2 separate regions of the Mus musculus genome follow, and region 2 is linked to region 1. The links are chromatin contacts, called in public Hi-C maps. All regions are on one chromosome and are shown on one strand. The core of a region is the stretch at or near the end of the contact, and the rest is flanking DNA. Distances in the headings are between cores, read along the strand shown.

Evidence for each region. A called contact is a pair of places that touch in the nucleus more often than the background predicts.
Region 2: a contact with region 1 is called in a Hi-C map of uterus. The contact joins two enhancer-like sites. A contact is called at or near these places in 1 of 484 Hi-C or Micro-C datasets (uterus) and 1 of 9 other capture datasets (embryonic stem cells).

The regions. Positions count from the first base shown.
Region 1 is chr14:22,317,675-22,324,653 of GRCm38.p6, forward strand. The region is part of intron 2 of Lrmda (leucine rich melanocyte differentiation associated); the gene reads left to right. Among named protein-coding and RNA genes, the nearest start is that of 4930405A10Rik, 220 kb to the right of the region's middle. Within about 2 kb of position 5,552, at least 8 of the 459 cell types and tissues checked have an H3K27ac peak or open chromatin away from gene starts, as enhancers often do. A contact at or near this core is called in uterus, where this site is marked.
Region 2 is chr14:23,078,956-23,086,289 of GRCm38.p6, forward strand. The region is part of intron 2 of Gm10248 (predicted gene 10248); the gene reads right to left. Among named protein-coding and RNA genes, the nearest start is that of Gm10248, 12 kb to the right of the region's middle. Within about 2 kb of position 5,951, at least 30 of the 459 cell types and tissues checked have an H3K27ac peak or open chromatin away from gene starts, as enhancers often do. A contact at or near this core is called in uterus, where this site is marked.

The sequences.
Region 1 (6,979 bases), core at 4,302-6,801:
GGATCTGGAACCTATGGGTGATGGACATGGTGGGTGTGTCCTTTGAAATTTGTGGGATTTGAGGTCATGTTTAGATTTTACAATTTGCATTCAAAAGTTTGTTTCAGCCATTACCACACACATTCAGCCACTTCCACAAGTGATGAACTCACATAAAAGGAGCCAAGAATGATTCATTGCTGAGATTATTATTTACCAGAAAACACATCCAGATCAGAGATTCATGAAGAGGCAAGAAAATCCCTTAATTATGACATGTTCTGAGCTGCATGAAAGGACCGTGTGCTGGGGAGGAGTGGCCAAGCAGTCCCACTCATATTGGAGACTTGGGGACTTCCACCCAACATGCATCTGTGTCACAAAGATAATGTGACCACCATGATTCTGTTTAGTGAGATGTCTGTTGTCGGTACTTGGATGCAAGCACACATACTTATTATTGACCTATCCCTACTTTAAGGGTGACCAAGGAGAGGAAGTAAGGCTGTCTTTATTATTATCTTGCATATGTGTACCTCCATATGTCTACAGGTCTGTGCTTGCAGAGGTCAGAAGGAGATGTGAGGTACCCCCCTTAGTCGTTCTCTACCTATGTCTGTGAGATAATCTTTCTCACCAAACACAGAGCTAGGCTAACAGCCAACAAGCCATAGCAATGTTCCGCTATATAGCAAGTCTCCTTCAGAGCACTACATAGTCAGTGCCCTTCCCCACTGAGCCAGCTCCGTAGCCCTGTGCTCAAATGTAATGTTTCTCTATTCTTGAGGCTTTTATATATCTAAGCAACAAAATCTGACCACATCTAGCTACATCTAGAACTCTACTCTAGTTCTCTCCCTTCCAGATAGCCTCCATGGGAACCCACAGACATGTGGCCCACAAAACAGAAACATACATATGTGTGACTAAAAATAAATATTTAAAAAAATTGGTTCTGGACTCAGGTTTGATTCTCAGTACCCACATGGTGGCTCGTAACGTTCTGTAATTTCAGTCACAGGGAGTCTGATGCCCTCTTTTGGACCCTGAGCATACAAGGCATGTAAGTAGCACACAGATGTACATACAGACAAATCACACACACACACTCACTCACACACGCATACACATGCACACATACATACACACACACTCACATATACATTCACACATATATACACACATACACTCACACACACTCTCACACACACTCACACATACAGTCATACACACTCACACACATTCACACATACACACACATTCACACACACACACACACTCACACACACATTCACACACACACACTCACACACACTCACACATACAATCATACACACATATACACTCACACACATTCACACATACACACACATTCACACTCACACACACACTCACATACACACATTCACACACACACAAAGATTTTTAAAATTTCATTTCTTTTCCCCCTTTAAAGACCCTCAAATATACCTCCCTGTATCCTTAAGTTTGCCATATCATAACAAAGCAATTAATTAAGAAACACTGGAAGTTTGTTTTCTGTTGCTCAATTATAATACCTATCTCTGTTCGTCTTATGTTACCACTTGTCTGACAACAATGGTTTTGAAAATATAATTAAACATTTTCAGTTGAAAAAGCGTTCTTTGTGGTGGTGAAGGCTGTGCAGGCCATGGGAACAGACTTGCTGCCTTTGAAGCATGCGTCTCAAGCAATCACTATGGTAAATTTTCTTCTGTGTTGCCATCATTTTCAGACACTGTGTGTGTGTACTAAGGTAGAGCATGCTGTCAGCAAAAGTCTCTCCCCATAGATTTCCCTTCGGTTTAAACTACCAATTGCTAACCATTTTTTTTTGTGGTGCATCTTGAAAAGTTAAAAGATCTTTTGAATAATTGCCCAATGGGAAATAGGACCCAGTTGACTTGGTTGGGCTGGGGCAGTTGCAAGAGAGTGACAGAGGAGTGAAATGAATGGGTGACTGCAGGCTAGTGGATACCAAGCTTCTAATTGAGAACATTTGTATCCATTCTTCCATGGGAGGTTCATCTGGGACCATGTCATCAAGAAAGAGGGTCTGGAGAGGAACGTTGTGGGAATCCAGAGGAGTACTCGAGGTCAATGGAGTTCTCACTTGTTGTGGTTCAGAGGGAGATAGCTGTGAATAATGGGTTGGAATTAAGCAGGAAAAAATTTAGGCTGGGAAAGTCAGGGCAAATTTCACAATGGGAGAGTGTGTAGATGAGTCTGTGGGGAGGCAATAGCTGCATTGCCACCAGAGGGGCTGGAAATAAGGCTTGACACAAAGCACAGGAAAATGGATGAGAGAGAACCCTCCCTGGGGGCCCCACCATGACCTTAATCAGACTCTTCCCTGCCTGGCTTTGGATTCACTGATTCACTCTCAAATGATCCAAAGGAAAGAAACAATTGCTTGGAAAATGGCCACAGGGGATAATGGGTATTGGCACCAGATATTGGCTGACTTGCCTTTGGGTATTAGTGCCCTCCTGCCTTGTGTCTGTATGGCTTTTGGTCCATCTGTCAATCTGTCCCTTCCTCCTTTCGTCCATTTGTTTCACAGACTGTTTCAGAATCTTTAAGTCTACAGGAAAGGTCATTTTCAGAGGCGACATTTGTTCTGAGACATGTGGATGAGAACTGAAGAATGGTCCAGCCAGTGGGGCAACCTGTGAACACCTGAGTGGAGACTATAACATATGAAAAGACTCATCATCGTTAAGGACCTGAAAGGAGCTGAATGTTGCTAGTTGCTGATGGATGTAGAAGCTTAGAAGGAGGTGTCTATGAGGTTGGAGAGGTAAAAGGTCTCAGTTTAGGGTCTGGTGGCCACTGAGTAACAATTTGAAGTTTGCTCTAAGAGTAATAGAATTTGGATGTGGGCTTTGGTGAGCCTTTTATTTCTGTGTTCATATTTCTTTATATCTTCTGGTCCCTACTCCCTAGAGGGTCAGCTGTGTTGTCAGGCAGATGTGAAGGTTGTATGATAGAAAACAACAGGGCTTTGGTCACCAGAAGACAGGAAGTGACTCTGGCATTATAGTAGGAGCCCAGAATTTTAGAGGAAGTACACTGTGGAATAAATTAGTACCACCAAGGACAAGGCCACATAAGAGCAATCAACTCAAGTGCAAAGCAATATGTAATAGTAGGTATGGGAAAACAAAAATTGCAACTTGGACCTGGAAGATAAAATTTAAAATGTACATATATGTCTTCATACATGTGTATATGGATTCACATGCACCAAACATTTTCGTATGATCTTGGAACTATGATCTAATTTTTAGGAAAGAAAAAACTCTTTTTAGCCTTTAAATGTTCTCACAGAATTATATACCAGTTATCTATTTTATACTTCATACTTGTTCTTATGGCTTGTATACTCATAAAAGTTATTTATTTTTATAAAATGAATGCTTTATCAGTTTTATAAGATCCTTTTTAATCCTCCAATATTTCAATGTTTCATAACATTCTATTATCCTTAACCCAGTTGAGGTGGCTCACACCTACTTGGGAGGCTGAAACACACACACACACACACACACACACACACACACACACTTCTGGAGTTTTGCTTTTTCAGAAGGTGTCAGGGTGAGAGGTCAGAACATTTGCTGAACCTCTCCATCACTCCAAAATCTTGCTGAAATTCTGGTTTCGTCTTGTAATTGCTTCACACTGAGCCATTGGCATAGCATTTGGTTGTCAGTTGGGGTTAAACCACTGCTACAAATGCCAAGAATACCCTGGGTATTTGATGGGAGATCAGACATCATTTGAAACTACACATATTAAAATTATGATGACTGTAGTCTCTCTGATGAAACCCCAAACTGAAATTTCTTGAAGAACAAATATTTGTATACAGATTTCTTTTTTTAATTAGATATTTTTTTCATTTACATTTCCAATGCTATCCCAAAAGTCCCCCATACCCTCCCCCCCCCACTCCCCTACCCACCCACTCCCACTTCTTGGCCTTGGTGTTCCCCTGTACTGAGGCATATAAAGTTTGCAAGACCAAGGGGCCTCTCTTTCCAATGATGGCCGACTAGGCTATCTTCTGATACACATGCAGCTAGAGACATGAGCTCTGGGGGTTACTGGGTAGTTCATATTGTAGTTCCACCTATAGGGTTGCAGATCCCTTTAGTTCCTTGGGTACTTTCTCTAGCTCCTCCATTGGGAGCCCTGTGATCCATCCAATAGCTGACTGTGAGCATCCACTTCTGTGTTTGCTAGGCCCTGGCATAGCCTCACAAAAGACAGCTATATCTTTCTACAAAAACATAAATATCTTTGATTGTGTCTACCTTTGGAAGGACACAAAACGTTAAAAAAATCAGAGAAGCACCTCAAAGGATTGAGAGATGAGCCTTTCAGTTCCAAGAAAGGAAAGTGCATTTCACAGGTGCTGCCCACCCCCATGCTTGGGCTCCCCTCTCATGGTGAGTTTTGCTATTTCTTTTTGTTGTTGTTGCAGCATAGGGAAATTAATCAGGGTTGCATGGTTTGGCCAATTTTATCTTAGGAAGCCCTTGGGATTTAGAGTAAGTAGATAGGTATGGGTTAAGTTAATAGAAAGAAAATGGAAATGTCTCATTTTGCTAGATAAATTTGTTCCAGAGATACTGTGAATGTTTAGATTCATTTCCTCTCATGCTCAGGTCTGTTAACATTTTAGGCTAGAAAATTCTAGGTTGTCAGGGCGCTACCCTGTGCCCGGAATAGTGTACTTCAAAGTCTTGGGCTTTGGACTTCTAGACTCTGTAGTAACACATGCTTTGTCAAATCTTGATGTGTCACTCTAAGTCTAGTAGGGGTCAGCCACAGATCTCAGAGTTTCAGCAGTGGGAGGTTGTGATAGACAAAGGAAAAAGGTCACGATCATTTCTGGTGCTCTTGACATTGATGTCTTCTGTAAAGAATGTGGGGGAGAGAAGTGTCTGGGTCCAGTTGGAACAGGTCTTAATGAGAGAAGCTAACTGGAAGCTTCAGAAATCTGAGTCCTCTGGGACTCCATGAAGCTGGCTGTGAGGAAGACATTAGAATATTTTCCATGCCTTTGAGCTAAAGGAACTTGAGGTCCATTGGAACTCATCCTTCTCCCAACAAGTTGGATATGTTTTAGCCTGTAAGCCATTGTTACATTGCCTCTTTTATGGTAAACACCCTCTAGCCTTCTCACATCTTCCTAAGTAAGCCTCAGCCTTTGGGTGCAGTTGGAACTCTAGTTTTTGCATGGGGCTTCCTCAGCTATACCTCAGCCAGCATGGAGTTCTTGCTCTTACCTTCAATCTTGCTTACTTCAATTGCATGGCAGTGGCATTCAATTCCAGTGTGGACATTTAATCAAAGATAACTTTGTTTCTTTATTTTAAGGCTATGGGAGCCTCTTTACTTTCTCAGTGTAAGATCTTCTGAGGCTTAGCCTGTCTCTCTCTTTTATTGTCTAATAGATTTTCTAGCATGTGCTTAGTAAATTTTGAGTCAGTTGAAGTCAGTTGGCTTGCTCATCCCTCACCCTTGTTTAACCTCCCAGATCTCTCCACACACTCCAGTCCTGTCTCTTTAAATAGTCAAGGAGACAGCCAGTTGTTTGACAGTTCCTCAGGCATATAAAAATAATTTAGCTTGCACTTAATTTTTATCAGGAGGCAAGTTTAATATTGTCAAGGATTGAAATTTTATTTTTAAGTTTCTACATCCTGTTTCTCTTAATGTCATTTTGGCTTCAAAGGATATAATTCTGAAATTATGAGTACCGTTGGACTTGTTACTATTTCTTCCTTTGTGTATATAATGTTTCAAAAGCTGTTGATGGCTAAATGTCATTTTTATACTTTTTGGATTCATAACAGTTCAAATTCATTCAAAAACAATTAATAATATTATGTATCTTAGGAATAGCTGTCATGTATCTGGTGGATATGACATATTGTTAGATATTTTAAGCTGAAAGTTCTGTCTGGAGGCCAAGTTTAACAAGACAAGAAGCAGGCTGTTTTATAGATGAGCAGAAGGGTAGGGAACACATTTGTGAGGGAGCTGAGTGCTGTAGAACAACCATGCTTGGAAAACACTGGCTTCTCCGCTCAAAACAATAAACCAACAAGCAGTAGCCTAGCTCAAACATTTCTCTTTTTTTTGGCTTTATTTATGTCTGGTTTCCTTCTGCAAACAGGAGGGCCACCTGACAGCTTCAAGAGAAGATATTACTACTAACTACAAACCACCAAGGCGGCGTTCCCAGATTCTTGAGGGACATTTTTCCAGCTCAGGCGGATTGGCTCTTTGATTTTTTTTTTTATCTGAAACAGGAATGAAACATTCCATAAAGAGTCACTGTTTTCAAGATGGGGTGGTCTATTCTAGAAGGAACCTTGGCTAGCAAGAATGATGTCAGCTCTGGGAGGGGCTGGGCAAGATCCCTGGCTTTGGGAATCCACCGGGCTGTTCTAGTCGGTTGGAACTGTCGATTAGCCCTCCCTTCACAAAAGCAAGGCCTTTTTGAGTTTTTTCTTTGGAAATTTCCTAGAACCCCACACTTGTAAGATGAAGGTAGCAGCTACTGGGGGTATTGGGTAGTAAAAAATTTCTCTTGTTTGTGCCTGCGTGTATGCATGTATGCATATGTGTGTGTATACATGTACAGACATGTGCATGTTTGTGTGTGCACAGATCTCATGAGTCAGCATGTGCATGTGGAAATCAAAAGACGGTATCAAGTGTCATTTCTCAGGTACCATCCATTAAGAAAAACAAAACAAAAACAAAAACAAAATTCACGATCATTCACTGGCCTGGGGATTACCAAGGAGACAAGGCTAACTTTCTAGAGAGCTCCAGGGCTCTGCCTGTCTCCATCACCTTTGCTTTTTTTGCAAGTGTGTTCTACCGTGTCTGCCTTTTTTGCATTAGTTCTGGGGTGCAAAGTCGGTTCCTTTCACCTGTGAGGCCAGCTCTTCCCTGT
Region 2 (7,334 bases), core at 4,701-7,200, 760 kb after region 1:
CTACTGTCTTCCTGCCAAACAGACTCAGATTTCAAGTGAGTGGTTTCACAAGCCTTGGAGGAATGGATATTTATAAAGACAAGTTGCTTTGTGGTCATGTTCACACAGCATCACCATCAGCCCAGTGTCCAGGCAAAGCAGAGACAAGACTTCTGAAAATCATTAGATCTTCTGACTTCAGAACTGCAGGAAGAAAGACATGAGAGCATGAGGTATAGGAGGGTCTGAAAGCCTGGGCCAGTGTGCCAAGTTCACATCCTCTCCTCTCTTTGCAGGTCTTTATCAGAGGCGTGGGCCATGTGGTGGAGAGAATGAGGTTCTCTGTTCCTAGGTGACTGTAGGCTGTGTTCTGTTCTGTTGACAATAAAAACTAATCAGCACAGAGCGCTCTAAAGTTGTGTCATTCATATGTATCAGTTAAACTTTTTTAGCTGATACATATAAATTTATTTATTATACTTAGCTTTAAACATTTATATCTTATTTATATCTAAAATATATCTGTCTGTATAAATTTGTCTAAGCCAACATATTTATATTTTATTTATTTATATATGTTTATAAATGTATTTATATATACAAATATTTATATACACATATATAAATATATATATATGCAAACAGATACAAATATTTATATATAAATATATATTATGTGACTAATATCTATCTATCTATGGACAGAGAGATAAATGATAGATGGCTGGATAGATAGATAGATAGATAGATAGATAGATAGACAGATAGATATTACAGAATATCAGATCTAGATCCTTATATGATACTTTCTCCTATTTGGTTCTTGCCATAATGTATAACTTCTACAGCTGCAATATTTCAATAACTAAAATCACATCATAGAATGAGATCAGTGTATTCCAATCAGATCTAGTTTTCATGAAACTTGTCTTCCCAACTCACTATTTCAGCCTTTTTCTGACACACTGAACAAATACCCATCTTTTTCCATATAGATGTCACTGGTGCATACAAACACACCTATGATGCTGGCTAGTTTGGGCCAATTTCACACACACTTAGACATCTGTGGAAAGAGGGAACTTCAATTGAAGGATTGCCTCCCTTAGATTGGCCTGTTGTATTATCTGTGGGGTCATTTTTTGTTGTGGTTGTTGTTAATATTTGATGTAGATGGTTCTAGCCCTTTGTGGGCAGTAGCTAGCCCTGGGCAGGTGGGTCTGGGCTATATCAGAAAGTTAGTGAAATAAGCCAGCAATCACTGTCCCTCCATGGTGTCTGCTTTGGTTCTTGCTAACAGGTTTCTACCTTGGCTTCTCTTAACATATTATAACCTGTAAGTCAAATAAACCCGTTCTTTACCAAGTTGCTTTTGGTCAGAATATTTTATCACAAAACTATGACAGTCTCCTATACTTGCTCCCTCCTGTGCTCCTTTCTCTAGGAGCTACTGTAGCTCACAACCTGTACTTCCTGCACTTTCTATCAGCTTTGTCTCCTTGCAAACAACATTGATAACTGAGGTAGTTCCAGTGTCACATTCAGTATCCCCTTTCAACTCCAGGAATGATTCCGTGAGGGTGGAATAGGCTGAGATTCTAATTGCCCTGTCCATGAATAGCAATGCCTAAAGTTCTCATTGGCATTCGTAGTCACAATCTGAGATTACCATCAGAACTAATTTTCCTCTCCGGTGACATAGCTTCATTTGTAGCTTCACTCACTTGCTGAGGATCGGGGAAGTTAGTTTCAGAAGTGAATCCCCAACTTTCCAATTCTAAATTTCACTTTACAGAAATGCCTAAGCTCCTATATTTAGTATAGTGTATTAGTTTGCAACATAACATAGTTACTACTGGGATCCTGGGCCCATGATTCAAGGGTCAATGCTCAATTCCTAGCTGATAACTCCTAGAGTTTACCCACAATTCCCTTTTAGTAACTTCCCATGGTTCTGTTTATGATGTCAATCTCCTACTGAAGGATTTACCAGCAAGAATCTTCTATTAAGATTTTAAATAATGCTTCCCACCAGGAGTCAAAAAACAATTTAAAAGAATATAGAAATCAAACACAGATGCAAATAACTACTTTATGGTTGATAAAAATTAAACGCAAGTAGAGGGGATAGCCTTGGTGGTGACTGTATAGCCTGTTGGCCAGAGCCAGTGAAGGTACTCTGCTTCTGCTGTCTTGCCTACCTCCTGGCCACCAGAACACAATGTGAAATACATTCCCTTCAGAGGGAGGACAGGTATGCAGTTTCAAGACATCCAAGAAGGCCAGATCCAGTCATCCTAAAACCAGAGCTCATGCCAAAGATTTGCTCTGGATGAGTAGAGAAGCTAGTCTGAAGTGACTGTCACCATTTATAGGAGAGAATGGAGAGAGAATTAGGCTTCACTCTTTATTCATTGCATCCAGAGACAGGCACTGAAGCCTGATACCCTTGTCAGCCTAAGGAGGAGGAGGGCTGATGTGAGCACCTGTACCTCTATTGAGGCCACCAGACCATCCACAATCAAAGCCCTTTGATGATGCCCATTCTCCACAACATGGTGAATTTTGTCTAAGGGGATAAGGACATAGATTTCTGATGGAAACTTCCCACCTCCCTCCTCAATACATCAGCCATTATCCTTAACTTTGGAATCTCTTATTTTGGGGTGACTAGCAGAGTCACCATGCCAGATTACCAGGGTATGGAAGCTGTGTCTGATCTGTGGGTTTGTTCCCACCTAACCCCACCCACTGAGCCATATTCTTGAACTGGTGCTGTCCTGGGGTGTGAATAAAAAGTAGAAAACAGCCATATCACAGGGATGGTGCTGACAGTGTGCCCTTTCATCCCACTGCTTGTGGAACCTTGGGAGATGCTCATCCAGGTTCCTTTTCCATTTATTTTTTAACCCTTAAAAGGAGACTTGAAGGCAGGTGACTTAGTGGTATACTTGTTTTTCTCATGTACATAGGTATCAGCACCAAACAAAATGAAATTAACAACATCACTAAAAAGAAAAAACAAACAAACAAACGAAATGTGGCCCCTGCAGACCCTTGCCTACTTTTACTACTAGCACAAGGATCTTATTATCTTTATTTTTCTGGGAGCACCTAACTCTCTCAGTGTAAGCAAGTTACTTGGAATCTCTTTCAATCTCTTCTTCCAACCTAGGATGATGAAAGTATAGCAAACATCTCAACCCCCCCCCCCCCATAAGCCTTGTGTTCCTACTTATTCCCTGCCTCAGACAAGTTGTCACACCATGGACAAATATGAATCACACACACTTACTTTTGATGTGTGGTCAAAGAGGAAAGTCTGAGTTATGCCACCTATCTATAGCCTGGAAGTACCTTGACATCCACATAAAATTGAGTATAGAGCCCCATAATAGTTTAAATATGATGCCCAAGTCCCTTATATAACATGAAGATGTGATGATATAAGAGCTATACAAATCCTCTCATAGAACACCCACCACTACTACTGTATAATTCATTGTTCAGGAAACGGCACAAGAAAATGTCTATGCAAGTTTTAGATACACAGAACAATTTTTTTTTTTAATTTTTGATCCGCGGTTGGCCAAAGCAATGGCTACCTATCTACTGTATGAGAACAACTGACTATAGAAGGCATATATGTACTATCCAACATCTTACCAATTTTTGTACTAGTAAGGTAACTTATTAGCAAAGTTATTTCTATAACTATGATCTCATTAATAAGATAATCTTACAAATAAGCCTACTTATGGTGGCAGCCTTCCATTTTGTATCCAAGGAGAGCGAGAGAGAGACAATGAAGGAGAGTTATTTATGCATGGATTTAAATGAGTAGAGGTGGGGTCCAGAGTAGGCTTACTCATATAATGATGCAGCCAGTTCTTCTTCAGTAACTTGCTGCTCCACTTTCTGAGGGTAATTCAATGCCAGCTGGAAAGACTTTGACCTAGAGAGCCACAGACAAACCAGCTCTATGTGAGTGCCCTCTGTATTAGATTAGGAATACTGTCCCAAGTGAGTGGACAGAACTATACACTGTGGGGATACATACCATATGCATATTTATGTGTAATACCACAATAAATATCACTAAAAGCGTGCTTAGCACTTTGGTGGCAAGAGCTAGAGTTTAAGCCAACTGGAAGTTGGGAGTTCAACCCATTGAGGACCACACTTAACTCCATGAAACCTCTTTAGAATGTTAAGATGTCTCACATGAAAAGAAAGGAAAATGAGGCACTAACTTCGTCCCCACAGAAGGCTGGCAATGGAGGCTATGGTTCTCTCTATTACAGCTTCTCTTATTTTAAAAATAATCATGAAACAGAACAGAGCATGCAACACTGTGATGGGCCAGAGTTAAGATGCATATTTAACCAACACCACTTATTAAAATAAAAGCATTATTATAAAGAAGAAAAAGAAAAGTAAAGACATCTAAAACCTTCACTCTTGGGATAACATGCATGTCTGATTGTTGCAGTTTGATAGAAAGAGCAAGGAAATGCAGAATAACTCATATGTTCAGATTGCTCCAGTGGACCCACCCACCGTCTCCAGAAGCAGTGCATTTCCAAAGGGCAGAGATAGCCCAGCTCCATGCCTCTTTTGGTTAATTTCTTCTTGATGCATCATTCTCTAAGGAGACTGCTCAAGTTCCCAGTCTCCCACACTGTTTTCAAACCTGGTTACCACTCCATGCATTTCTAAATGACAAGGCAACTAGGTATCAATCTTGATATGTAGAGAGAAAACTCAAGCTGACAGTTAGAGGAGACAGAGGGCGGGGGAGGCACTACCCATCTCTCTCTCATCCCAAATGTCACTCCTCCTTTGCCTGGGCTGTGCAGGCCACATTGATAAAGAAATGAGCAGACACTTGAAAGTTTCTGACAGGTGTCATGGGTGCAGACACAGAGTGGCCGGGAGGGATGGAGCTTGATGTGACAGTGGCAGAGCCATTGAGGCTGGCTCCAGGACACACAGAGTTTGGTGGATGTCAATTCTAATTCTTGTCATACCCCAATTCCAGAGTGGTGTCTACAAATGGACAAAGCCAGAGGGAAGTGTTCAGAGAACTTTGCAATGACATGCTAAACAACTGATGCTACCAAGCCACAACAATGTAGGAGTGGCTGCTATGGTGGACGCCTCCATCTGGGGCTGGTTAGAGGGGGATGTGGGGCTGGTCCCACTGGTTTCCTGTGTCTATTTGCTCTCTGTGTTCTTATTCTACTCTCTCTTTCATAGGTTTCCATTTTGAAACTCTTTTCCACATTTGGTGGGGGAGGAGTTGGGGGGGAGAGCAGAGTGCTAACATTCCCCATGTCTAGATCCTAAGATAATTTGATCATTTTAAAACAGCAGTCTCTGTTACAGATCCTCTAGGATCTATTTGGCAAACCTTCTCCCCTCTAACGCAGTCAGAGAATGATTTATAATGGTAGGCCAGAGCTGGCTTCTCAGAAACTGTGTGCAAAACAGTTTCATAAATATTGCTCTCTTGCATTATTTTGAAATATTACTTCTTTTTAATGTTCTGCCAAAGTCAAATTTTTTTGCTTACTAAAAATCCATGGGCAGGCTTCCTACTCAGCCAAAGTAACAGGTGGTACCCAAGTTCACCTGGTGGGAGAGGCTGTTCTGATTTTCTCTAGCCCCAAACTGAGGTTAGGGGCATGATGGATAACAGCAGATGTGTGGATAATCTTTAATCCAAACCTCCAGCCTGCTAGCACAATATATTTCTTTAATAGTTCTTAACTCAATATATTGGCTTGTAGTTAAGTATCTCTAAATAGCATGAGGATTTGATAAGTACATTCATTTATTTAAAAAATAAATAAATAAACTTGACAAAAATTTGATAAAATAGGCAGTGGCACCCATATAAGCTCCAAGTTTGGTTTCTGCTGAAAATTTCTTGGGGCCTTGAGCATGGTCATAAATCAACTGTGGTGTTGATCTCAACCCCCAAATGCTATGAGTCACTGCTGAAGAGAATGCTGGTGTCACAGTGACCCAAAACACACTAGAACTTTTCGGGAAGCAGGCCAGGAGGGGATATTTTTTGTTGTAACATTTACCATGGAATGTTGAAATGAGTTTACTGTCATATCACAGCTTCTCTGCTGTTACAACACACTTTGATAAAACCCAACTTTACTTCCTTCCTGGTTTTGTATTTGGGAATTAGGTGGCCCTTTCAATGAAGCATCATTCTAAGCCTGTCCATCAGCAATGATGCTAGCAGCTTTCATTATTTTAGCTTCATTGGCTTTTCTTACAAACGAGCAAAAGTCTAACTCATTCTTAATAGATATCTACTAATTACTATTTACTTTGGCCTCTTCTGCTTTAACAGTACAGATATCTTCTCCCATTTTCTTCACAGTATTTTTACATGAGCAAAAGTTACTGAATTTGATGTGATGTTTTCTTAACCTTTATTTTTTGATTAATGTTCTTTCAATGTATTAAAATATTCACTTTATCCCACATACATTACCAGATTTTTAACTTCCAATCTTATTTTGCCTTTCATATTTACATCTAAAGTCCACCCAGAATTTCAAAACTATTTGTGTTTTAAGCTGATCAAATTTTATTAAATAAGCAGAAATTGTAATTATTTGACATCTGATAAACATTTTTTTAAACTAAAATATCAAAATGAACTCTTCAAAGCTCAAAAACTACCCCAGAGAATTATTTCAAACATGCAAATTAGAAGCAACTACAATCTCATATTAACTCTTCAGGAGAAATGAGTGTGCATGCTATTTGCCCCCTCGTTTTATATGCTATGTATAACCAGCAGACAAATACAGAAATAAAAAGCTACACTAAAGGCAAACTCTAGACAAATTATTAGCAAATTAAAACTCAAATATTTTAAGTTTTTTATTTTTGAAATTAAAATTTTAAAATTGAATAATATTTAAAAATTTTTAACCACTGGGAATGGTAGGACAAGGCATTATTTCTGTCACTCAGAAGGCAGAAGTGGATCTGAATTTTGAGGCCAGCATGGTAAGTTAATCACCAAGTGTGGGACTGTGATAGGCAGCCTATTTTGGTTGAATGGGGTATGCTCTGGTGACCCAATAGAGAAATCTACAAAGGATGGAAAGGTGAGCCACATTCCCAGAATCAGGTGCTTGTCCATAATTCTGTGACTCAGTCACACAGACAATGTCCCAAGCTTCTGGCATTTTGGCTAGACTCCACCCCCACAGTTACCTGACTTTTGCCAGGTATGCTCCTCCCCACAGTTACCTGGCAACAGTAAGATAGCCCAGGCCACTATAAGAGAGGCTGTTTGGCCCCTCCTCACTCTCTTTAGC